Linked DNA regions of Mus musculus: regions 2 and 3 are each linked to region 1. The links are chromatin contacts, called in public HiChIP or PLAC-seq maps. All regions are on one chromosome and are shown on one strand. The core of a region is the stretch at or near the end of the contact, and the rest is flanking DNA. Distances in the headings are between cores, read along the strand shown.

The links. HiChIP or PLAC-seq counts read pairs in DNA pulled down with a chosen protein or histone mark.
Region 2: a contact with region 1 is called in an SMC1A HiChIP or PLAC-seq map of the NIH/3T3 cell line, with 10 times the contacts expected there. The contact joins two enhancer-like sites. A contact is called at or near these places in 2 of 15 datasets of contacts at CTCF or cohesin (both in the NIH/3T3 cell line) and 2 of 115 datasets of contacts at active chromatin or transcription factors (the NIH/3T3 cell line and pancreatic cancer cells).
Region 3: a FOXA1 HiChIP or PLAC-seq map of pancreatic cancer cells shows a contact between it and region 1. The contact joins two enhancer-like sites. A contact is called at or near these places in 2 of 484 Hi-C or Micro-C datasets (the C3H10T1/2 cell line and bone marrow-derived macrophages), 1 of 115 datasets of contacts at active chromatin or transcription factors (pancreatic cancer cells) and 1 of 9 other capture datasets (adipose tissue).

What each region holds. Positions count from the first base shown.
Region 1 is chr4:89,426,382-89,429,852 of GRCm38.p6, reverse strand. The region is part of intron 5 of Gm12610 (predicted gene 12610); the gene reads right to left. Among named protein-coding and RNA genes, the nearest start is that of Cdkn2b, 120 kb to the right of the region's middle. RefSeq lists an enhancer at 749-3,442. Within about 2 kb of position 1,747, at least 81 of the 459 cell types and tissues checked have an H3K27ac peak or open chromatin away from gene starts, as enhancers often do. A contact at or near this core is called in the C3H10T1/2 cell line, the NIH/3T3 cell line and pancreatic cancer cells, where this site is marked.
Region 2 is chr4:88,936,840-88,940,310 of GRCm38.p6, reverse strand. The region is part of intron 1 of Gm49890 (predicted gene, 49890); the gene reads left to right. Among named protein-coding and RNA genes, the nearest start is that of Gm49890, 3.5 kb to the left of the region's middle. Within about 2 kb of position 1,765, at least 144 of the 459 cell types and tissues checked have an H3K27ac peak or open chromatin away from gene starts, as enhancers often do. A contact at or near this core is called in the NIH/3T3 cell line and pancreatic cancer cells, where this site is marked.
Region 3 is chr4:89,160,745-89,164,215 of GRCm38.p6, reverse strand. All of the region lies in intron 4 of Mtap (methylthioadenosine phosphorylase), which reads right to left. It also overlaps the pseudogene Gm12607. Among named protein-coding and RNA genes, the nearest start is that of Gm26490, 21 kb to the left of the region's middle. Within about 2 kb of position 1,540, at least 66 of the 459 cell types and tissues checked have an H3K27ac peak or open chromatin away from gene starts, as enhancers often do. A contact at or near this core is called in the C3H10T1/2 cell line and pancreatic cancer cells, where this site is marked.

The sequences.
Region 1 (3,471 bases), core at 498-2,997:
CCATGAACTGACTTATGTCTGTGGATGCCACAGAGTCAAACAGCTTTCCTTAAGTCTATAACTGGATACTTAAGGACTCAAATATAAAGTCAAAATGTCTAGATTTATTCTTTGTCTCCTAGCTGCTATTTCATCTGTCTAGATGTCTGTTTCTTCTGAATGGAGTTACAGTGAAACTTCCATTTGAACCACAATGCAGACATGTATATACACATTCTATGAAAGCTCTTAGATTTTAAATTAATCGCTCTAGCATTGCTGTGATGCAACAGTAACAGATTACATGAAGAAAAAGGATTTGCTTCAGCTCATGGTTTCAGGGAATTCAGCCCATTGAGGCAGAGGCAGAAGCACTCAGCTCACACCATGGCAGGCAGAGACAGCAACAGAAGACTATCATGGAGAAGAGGCACCTCAGTGACCCACTTTCTTCAGCTAAGCTCCAATCTCAAAATCTACAGAAACTTTCCAAATATTGTCATCAGTTGGAGACTAAATGCTCAAAATGTGAGCCTATGGGTACATTTAAGATTCAAATTTTAACAGCATTTGACAGGAGTTTTTATTCTGTTGTGGTATATATTAAAATATTGGTTATATTGTATATCAATTTTTTCTGTTTCTTTGTGTGAACTATTAGTCTTTTGGAAAAAAATAAAAAATAAAAAAAACAGCAGTAAACCCCTGATACCTGATGCTTTGGATGTGAGAAAATATAACTTTGAATGAATAGACAAATAGGTAAAGGGCGCTGAAAGAACACGCCATCCTTGTAGGAGACGTCACATGGAAGAGAACTCAGGCTCATGGGGAATTTAGAGTTGGTGGTATGCTACTGTCCCCATCCTATCCAAATCCTGTCTCTTTCTTAGTGACATTACCATTCCACATAGGCAAAGCTTCAAGACTGCCTTACCCACAAAACCATACAGCTTTCTTGGGCATCTTTAAGAGGACAATGGACAGTCCAAATCAGATGGGCTGGGCTGTGAGGAAAGCCACTGCCACCAATGTCATATAGATCCCCTTTCTCCTTCTTGCCATTTACAGCATGTTATCTGGATGCCTGACCTTGCCAAGCAAAATCTAGTTAATCTTTACAGTGCCATTCCCCTTTATGGCCTCTATGATATGGCAGTGCCATATGGTGGCAGTGCTGTGGAAAGGACTCTGCTCTTAGCTGGTGAGCAGGCTTGTGCTGCACTAAGCAAATAATCTGCCTCTTGCATCATCCATCACATCCCTGCTCAGTGGAAGACACATCCACCTCTACTAAGGACACGAGAGAAGAGGCTCTACCATAAGTTTCTACCTCAGTATACACATGTGCATATGAATTCTCACTGAAAGAGATGGCAGACTGGAGATATTGCTGCTGAGTTGCAATACCTGCTAGTGGAGCCCACTGCTGTCACAGACCAGCAGTACCATTCAAGGACACCTTGATCTCAGTATACAGAAAACTCTCAGTCCACCAATCAGGTCTTCAATCTGTTCTCTAGGTTCTCTAGGTTCCGCTGACTAAAATCCAACAAGCTGGCCTTAGAAGCAAATGCGGGATCTATCTCACTGTTGCTGTGATTACAGGTTGTGTGTTTCTCGTAGCTTTAATCATGCCTACATTCTTTCTCAGAAGGAGCTGTTTGAAGCCTGCAGAATGCTGAGGTTTGGACACATTTCTGAGGTAGCCACCACAGCTTCTGATTGGACAGCCACTCTCGGACCATGTAGGCCTTTTGCTGTTGACTCACCAGAGGGCAGCAACTTGGCAGCTTGATGTCAGCGTGCAAGAATGTCAGGCTGCTCTCTCCAGGCAACCACCCTCTGGCCGCCAACAACTCCACACTCAACCAAGAGCTGAGCAAGGCTGCCCAGGTTTACACTCTGGCAAACCCCCTGCCTGGGCTTTTCACTGCCCTGGATTTCGTGCCACAGCAAAAGAGAAACAAAAGCAAAGGAACAAACAAAAAGCCCACACCTTAGTTCACATCACTAAACCCTAGTTGTGACGGGAGTGTGTATGAGACTGGGTATGGTTGTCTGTATAGCTCTCTGCAACACACACACACACACACACACACACACACACACACACACACACACACACTTTTCCCAATAGGAAGCACTAGAATGCAGGATGTAATCTGTCAGGATGCATAAGTAAGATTTCTAAATTATTGAGCATATAGAAATACGTGCTACTACACTCCCGAATATTTGATTTGCCTCAAATTCCTCATAGCTCTGACTACTCTGACTGAAACCTTCACTTGGACTTAGGACTGTCTGTGAAGTGTTTTATAATCCCATGACTAGATTTTTTTTTAGGGGGAGTGGCTTCCTGGTGCTCATGTGGCATGGCAGAGTTGTCAGAGAGCATGCAGCCTGGCTCTGTGTCTACTCTTGAGCATTACCTAGATTCACATCTTCTGTGATCTTAGTAGCACCCCCTCATTCAGGAAAAAAAAGAGTCAGAGTCATGTGTCTACATTCATTAAAATGCCCGTGCTCACAGAGTATTTTCGATGGTTGTAATTTTAGTCAACTGAAAGCAGTAAACCTATTAAAAGATCTATGGATCCATGGCCAAGGTCAAGCAATTAACCACATTACACAGTAAACCAAGGTTGAATTAGTGATTCACAGGAACTAAGTATTCCCTGACTCAGTTTGCTAATGTGTGGAAGTCCAAAGATTAAGGTTATTTGATTCTTATAGCAAACCAGGATTGAGATAAAAGTTCCCTCTTTGGTCTTGTCTTCATTTCATTTCTTTACCCTGAGGAATGGCTACAACTTCAACTTCTCCATTCTGTCTGTATTTTCTAGAACTGTCCAATCTGGCTAATGCAGTGGGTAGATCACCCCCCAAAAATATTTCCATATCATAATCCTCCAAGTTTACTAATATGATTTTTATATGAAAACTTAAGAATTAACTTAAGATGAATTAACTCAGTTAGTCACAGTAGGCAAGAAATCCAATAATAAATGTCCTTATAGAAGCACACAGAGAAGAGGCTGAGAGAAAAGAGATAGCAGAAAATACAGTGAGGTAACTTCCAGATGAAAACTTCCTGAAGACACTGGAAGTTCAGAAAATTCTCCTATATAACCTGTGTGGATGGCAAGAGCCTGCTGATATCCTGACTGAATTTACCACCCCTACAACTCTGCATTGATTTCCACTGCCTTAAAGCCATGGTGTTTGTAGACACTGGATGATAGATACAGAGAAAGAATCCATTACAAACTCTATGTCATGTAAAGAATAATGCAGGCAATGCAGGTCTAGGTGGAAAAATGATGCTATTAATGTCCTGCATGAATGTTCATGAATCAACGAGTCATGGTACATGATTGCAGGAAGCCTGTAGTCCCCAAATCCAGGAGATGTGAGCAAGACAGCCATTAATTACAGGGCCAAAGTCCTTCCCACTCAAACAAACAAAAAAGGAAAATAATGTAATTA
Region 2 (3,471 bases), core at 516-3,015, 490 kb after region 1:
TGTTTGGGGGACAAATAACTTGTCTGCCTGGATCAAAGCCTGAAAGACAAATGTTTGTTTTTCTTTACATTGATGTTTATAATTTGAAATGTATTATCTTTTTTTGATTATTTGCTATTCAAAGTATCATGCTATATAATTTTAGATAAGCATTAAGCAGTTTCATCTGTAATAGTAATTTAGACTTCTGCTTAAACCTTAAAGAAAAAAAGTCCCATAAATGAAGTGCCTGTAGTTGCTCATCTATTAGGTTTTCTGTTGGAGTTTGAGTCTTTCCTGGCCGGGTTTATATTACCACCCCCCCTTCCCATTTCACCAAAAGAATTATGTTTAAATGGCCACTTACATTTGACAACATCCTGATTCAATAAATAAAATTAGAGTAATATTTTTGCACTTCAAAGCATGCTTTTGGGTTTTCTATGGATAGACAAACACTTAGCTCTTTCTAGATTCTCATTTTAAGGCTTGCTTTTCATGATTTGGGGGTATTTGATTCTCCCCCCTCTGCACTCAGACTATAAACTTTAAAGCTAACTTCAAAAAAACTTCACAATTACTTTAATAGTGACATGTTTGACTGCCGATTCTTATTTTTTGATCAAGGTAGTGGATCAACCTTGAGAGTTTTCAGTTCTTCAAAATGGAGTTCATGAGTCAGAGCCATTTTCAGGTGAAGTGTAATGGTTCCTACCATTGTGCATTCAACACTGTTAACCATTAATCATCACGACCTTAACACACATAACTTGGGTGTAGGAGAGAGCATTAAAAAAAAACATTTTATGCACCTGCTTCATAAGGAAAAATTAAACCCGAGTTTCTCACATAAGTCTTAAGCTCATATATATGCATGTTAGTGTAATTTGTGTAATAAATCAACCCTATTTGGCTTGTCTTTTCTGTAGTCGGCTAAGCAAATGAGTACCACCTCATTAAGGAACATCTGGTGAGTAATTTTCACCTGGTTTGAATATGTGATTTTTTTTTTACACTGAGATGTTATCTCATCATTAATTAAACATCACCATGAATTTTATTCGTCTCCTTTCCTCACCCCACTTGTAGAATTTTTCTTGGTGGGTAATGGGACTTTTGCTAAAATGTAATTGCATTTACTTGTACAAAGACAATTTCCACCCTCTTAAATCAGTGTAAAAGGCCTCATGCTGTGCTTGCAGACTACAGAAAAAAAAATATGTTGCTGTGTATAATTCTGTATTTGCTTGAGAATTTCCAAGATGGGCAACCTAACCTCTACCTTTTAGGTAATTGAAACTTACATGGAAAGGATTGGGAAAGCGCATGTCTCTGCTTGTACGCTCTAGTATTAAACATGAATCTCATCGGACAATAAAAATGACGTGCTTGGAGACAGGGCAGTGCACGGGAGCATTCATACAAAGGCAACGCCAGTAAAGAGATTCAGAGAGCAGCACTCAGGCTGCTCAAGAACAAGATCCGGAGCAGGTGGGTACAGAAAAAAAACGTCCAGGAAGGCCTCAAGGCAGCCAAGACCAGGATGCCAGGGATGGGAGAGCTCCCCTCCGGCTTGAACGCCATTGGATCCCTGGGCTGCACCAGTCGCCAGGGTTTCTGAAGACCCCTGCCAGCATCGCCGCTGGCCTGCTGGTCAAGAATGCCGGGGCTCGCGCAGGTTGCCACGCGGTGGCTGCCGCCCCAGCGGTGACTGTCGCGAACCTTGCCTAGCCGCGGCGCTCGGGAGCTGCGCCGGCTGCAGCTGGTGCTGGCCGGGCGGAGGCGCGGCCGGTCCCGTCGGGGCGGGGCCGGGGCGGGGCGTCGGGCCGCGCGGCAGGTGTGGGCGCGCGGAGGTGGCACAGCCCGCGGCGCTTTCTTTCGACCTGCGCACAACGCGGGACGCAGAGGCGCGCGCGGGGTGCGTGGAGGCCGCAGGTAAGCGGGCCCGGGCGCGCGGCGAGCCACCCTGGGGTTGGTGGGAGCCGAGGGACGAGGCGGCTCGGCGGCGCGCGTGGGGAGCGGAGGCGCGGTCCCGCACAGCCACCCGCGCTCGGCCACACGCTCGGGCCGCGCGCGATCCTCGAGCGCGCAGGGAAGCAGAGCGCGGCGTGCGTGCTGGAGCGCTCTCCGCTGGGGAGTCCCCGCGTTGCCCACGCACCATTTCAAACTCTGGGTGCTTTGGAAACTTCCCGGGGGCTTCTCCGGTGGAGTGCACAGAAACGAGGCGTGCGGTGAGAACCCCCACAGCCGAGGATTCGCTTGTTTTCAGTTCGTACTCGTATGGTGGAAAAAGGATGAAGGATGTTCGTCAGCTCCTGCCCCTTCTCTCCGTGACCCTCCCTTGGAAGGGCCGGCTCCTCGGCTGCTGCAGGGTTTCCTCAGCCAGGCAGTGGCCGCGTAGGGAGCAGCGAAACAAGCTTAGGTGGCCTCCTAAAGAGCTAAAGGACAGGGACAGGCAATGGGGCTCACAACCTGCACCAAGGGTTGGAGCTGTGGCCCTCCTGCCTGGGGACTGCTTCTGGAATCCGAATCCCGTCTTTCAGCTTCCTCATTGAAATCCTGGCACCTTTGAAGTGGAATTAGAGGGGGAAGTAGGCACGAATTTTTTATTTTTATTTATTTATTTATTTTGCGGGAGTTTATTACCTGTGGATTAAAATACTTGGTGAACGGGAGTTTCGACAATGCTCAGTTTTATCATTTGTTTTGAGAAAGTTTTGGTTGACTTGATTTTTGTTTTAAGTGATTTAAAAGTGACGCTCGACTTTAGGTTTATTGAGTTTCTCGTGTTTGGTTGGAGGGGAGCTAACTTTTTAAGTTGTTTCCCACTGTCATTCTGGTTATTGTTCAGTATCTCCAGAGGCAGTTCCGTAGGTATTTTATTTTGATTTTTATCATCAAAAAAAAAAAGGCTTAAAATAATATTGTGCGGTTGTCCCCCACCAAGGAAGTAATATAGTTCGCTTCCTTTCTCCTTTGTAACTTGTACAGGGCCTCTTGAAAACTAGGTTGGGTCCCCAAATAGGCATTTTTGATTCGTGTTTAATAGACTTTTTTTTGGAGGTGGGGTGGGCCTTCTGGAAACTTTTCTTTTACATCATATTAGGTCTTTATTTTATACGTAGGTATTGCCTTCATGGTTGATGTGAGAGAGAGCAAGAAGCCTGAAAGCTAGAAGAGCCTAGAAGGCTCTTGAAGTTTTATAAATTCTGAAGAGTACATAGTAGTGACTAAATCCTTGACGGACAGTGTGGACTCGGCTTGTTTTAAATAGGTTATTATAGGACGAAAGCTATGAGACATCTACTATTTGAATATCTTTATAAAAATGGAAGTGGAAAAAAATGGAGAACAAGAAATGTGTATCATTTTCCCCTCATTTTGAAATCATTTTTCTTGATTTGCCCCAGAACTGAAGCTATATTAAATACCGTTGTTAACTATTTAGGGTACTTATAGAACATTAATTGATTTGTTTTAACAATAATTTTC
Region 3 (3,471 bases), core at 291-2,790, 270 kb after region 1:
GCAGAGTGAGGACACACACAAGAAGCCAGAGAAACAGGATGGTCCTGTCCTGTCCACACTTGCCTCTCAGAGGGGTGGGACGGAGCAAAGGCCCCTGGGAAACTCTGCATCATGGGTCTCCGTGCCTTCCCTTCCTGTTTTAGACAGGGTGCTGTCATTATGTAATCTGGGTATCCAGAACTACCCTCAAACAATGGCCCTACTGTGCACTCCTCAGGGGTGAGGTCCCAGGTGCAAGTCATCTCGCTCAGGAGTCCGTTTCTAACCGTTAGACTCTAGTGGACACACTCAAGATGAAAGAAGACCTGTGTGGACACCAGAGCACACCCCTACAAGACCTCAGCCTTCAACGATGACATCACCGGGGAAGCCCAAGGTAGGGCTGTGTCTCTAGGAGGAGGAGGGTGAAATACATAGGCATCATCTATCATATCAGCCCATGTATTTAGTGCGGGACTTTCCTGATGAGTCAGAGCGAGAGCAAACCCAGGCCTCTCCTATTCTTCCTGCAAGAGGACAAGCTGGGAAAAAAAAAAAAAAAACAACCAACCAACCAAAAAGCTTGAGAAGGAACATATCAGAACCCAATACCCGCAGAACTCTTACATTAACAGGTAAGGATACTGAAGGGCAGGCATTGCTTGACCTGGTATTTTGAGTCACAGAAGTTACTCTGTCTCTATGAATTTTGTTTTAAGTTTAAAATAAAGACTCACACCCACAATTTCTACATATATCCTTCCTTCCTGTCCAATCAATGACTTCAGTGATGCAGCAGATATTGATGGCACAGGAAGAAAGGATACATGAAGACATTGCCGGAAGTCCCTGCCCCTGGGACCTCAGCCTCTCGAATGGGATGGCTGTATTACATTTCCTCTACCCAAACAACAGGATCTAAAATAGTATCTGTACTGGTGGGTTTTGTGTGTCAACTTGACCCAAGTTAGATTCATCAGTGCCTCAGTTGAGAAAATGCATCCATGAGGTCCAGCTGCAAAGCAATTTCTCAATTTTTCCCCTCACTAATCGTGGGGAAGGCCCAGTCCACGGTAGGTGGGCTGGTGGTGATCCTGGGTTCTAAAAGAAAGCAGGCTGAGCAAGCCATGAAGAGCAAGGAAGTAAGCAGCGCCCCTCCGTGACCCTGCATCAGCTTCTGCCTCCAAGTTCCAGCCCTGCTTGAATTCTTGTCCCAATCTCCTCCAAAGATGAATTATTATCTAAATGTGTAATCTAAATAAACCTTTTCCTCCACAACCTGCCTTTTGGTCATGGTGTTAAATGGAGGGACCAGGTGTGCCCAGAAATTCAGGAAGAGACAATAGAGTGTGTCAACATTGGGGAGAAGCCAGCAGAGTCCCCCAGGAGAAGGCCCCCTATGCAACACTCTACAACGAACCTTTAAGAAGTAAGTATAAGCTACAAAGCTGATAAGTAACAAGAGAAAGGCTAAGCAATCCAAACAACTATGCTTCTAAACTCGGCCAAGGCTCTTCTTAGAATCTGGCCTGTTTACACAAGGCCCGTGCCAAACCACAGCAGGGAGGAGGCATCTATCTCTCGTCTCTGACTTCATGAGGCACCTCATCATAGATCCTGTGCGGTTGAGAGGCCACTGCATAATCAAAGATATTTGTAAAAAGAACTGTTAGCATTTGGTGAGGAAGTAACTGTAGACCCCTTAGCAAGCAGCTGGGGGTCCATACACTTGCTGCTTTATCTATAAGTGGCAAAGTGACACTGAAGATCAGAAGATGCTGGGATCAAAGCATGTAAAAAATTCACCATCTAAAAGTCCAACTGGAGCCCTGAGAACAGCTAAGCTCTCTTTATCCACATAGCAAAGCCAGAGTCAGGAGGGAAGTTACATCGACTCCTCTGTGTCAGCTGCCCACCCCCACAGGTGGCAGGATGAAAGAGAAATGTCCCTACCCACAGGAATGTACAGTACATAGGACCGTGCTACCAGTTATAAGGAACTGGCAAGGCCTTTTCCTGTAAGCGGCCAGGCGTGACCTGTGAAGATGGTTTGCTACTCTCTTGCCGCAGAACATCCGACAAAATCATGCAAATCTAGAGTTTCAAACCTTCATTCAGTTTAAGAACATCTGAGAAATTGCCCAGGACAGCAAGGGTATGCATAGCCTCATAGCGGCAAAGCCACCAAGAGGCTGAAGGATGTCACTTTAAAGAAGCAATGTGTGCCATTCTGGAAAGAGTGCTAAATTTTTGCTGCACATGCTTTAAAATGCATAAAGTAATGCTGAACTTCCGGTTTCGATGTAGATTGTCTAGTTATTCAACATATCCAGGTGAACAAGGAACTTAAGACACACCGACGAACCTATAGAGCAGAGCTCATGGCTCGATTAACCCATACATGAGCTCCCTAGCCACACTGAGATGATCCTCATTGTGAAGGAACAGATCGTTCCAAAGCCCGAAGAGGAGGTTGTATAGAAGAAAGAGATATCCCAGAAAAAACTGAAGAAACAAAATCTCATGGCATGGGAATAAATTCAACATAAAATAAATGCAGATAAAAAAAAAAAAAAAAAAAAAAAAAAAAAAACCCAAACCAACACCCCCCCCCCCCCCCAAAAAAAAAAAAAAAAAAGGCAAGGTTGATTGAGCTCAGATCTGGAGGACCTCAGAGACCTGAGACCAGTAGGGTACAGCTGCTCCTTGTTCTAGAACAGGTAACCAGGACACCTAACTGAGGACCTTGGGCATAACATCTGGAGTTCTCCATGCTAGTGAGGAATCCAGATAGCCCCGAGTCTTCAGCCAATAATGTTGTCTTCCCTTCCTGGGTACTCCTTTTCCACAAAAGATAGAGAACCCCTGACTCAGCCCAAATAAAGTGTATTCACTTACATCTACCATCAAATAAATCAGCAAGAACAAGCAAGGTCCATCTCAGAGAGCTGCTTCACTAAGGATCATTGTGGGGAAGGCCTACAACTAAAAGACCCCTGAGGAAGGCTATCTCCCCTCCAGTCCTTCTGGTCCACTTGGCTCTCGCTCCTCATCGGACAGGTCCACTCATCCAGAGCTCTGTCTCCCCTCTCTGCTTGGCTCTCAAGAGACCCAGAGGAGAAAGGTAGAGTGCTGGCCCCCGTTCCTGACTCTCAGTGGAACCCAGAGAGGAGACAAAGAACTATAGAATTTGTCCCAGACTCTGCTGTTTCCCCTTCTGGTCTGGTGAAGGAAGACGCAGGCAGCAGACCCCAGTTCCAGACTTCATTCTGCCTTCCTCAAGCAGTGTGACAGTGGTGCCCGGGCAGGGCACAGTGCGACACATGAAGACATGTAGTATGGGAGACAGACCTCAAATTATAAATCTTGGATGCCCTATAAGGTCCTTCGAAAATAGAAATGCCTAACAAGATTCTCTTGGCCCAAGGAAATGTCCACTTCCTTATCCTTTCAAAGGGACTGTTAATGAGCACTAGGAAAAATGGTGGGTAT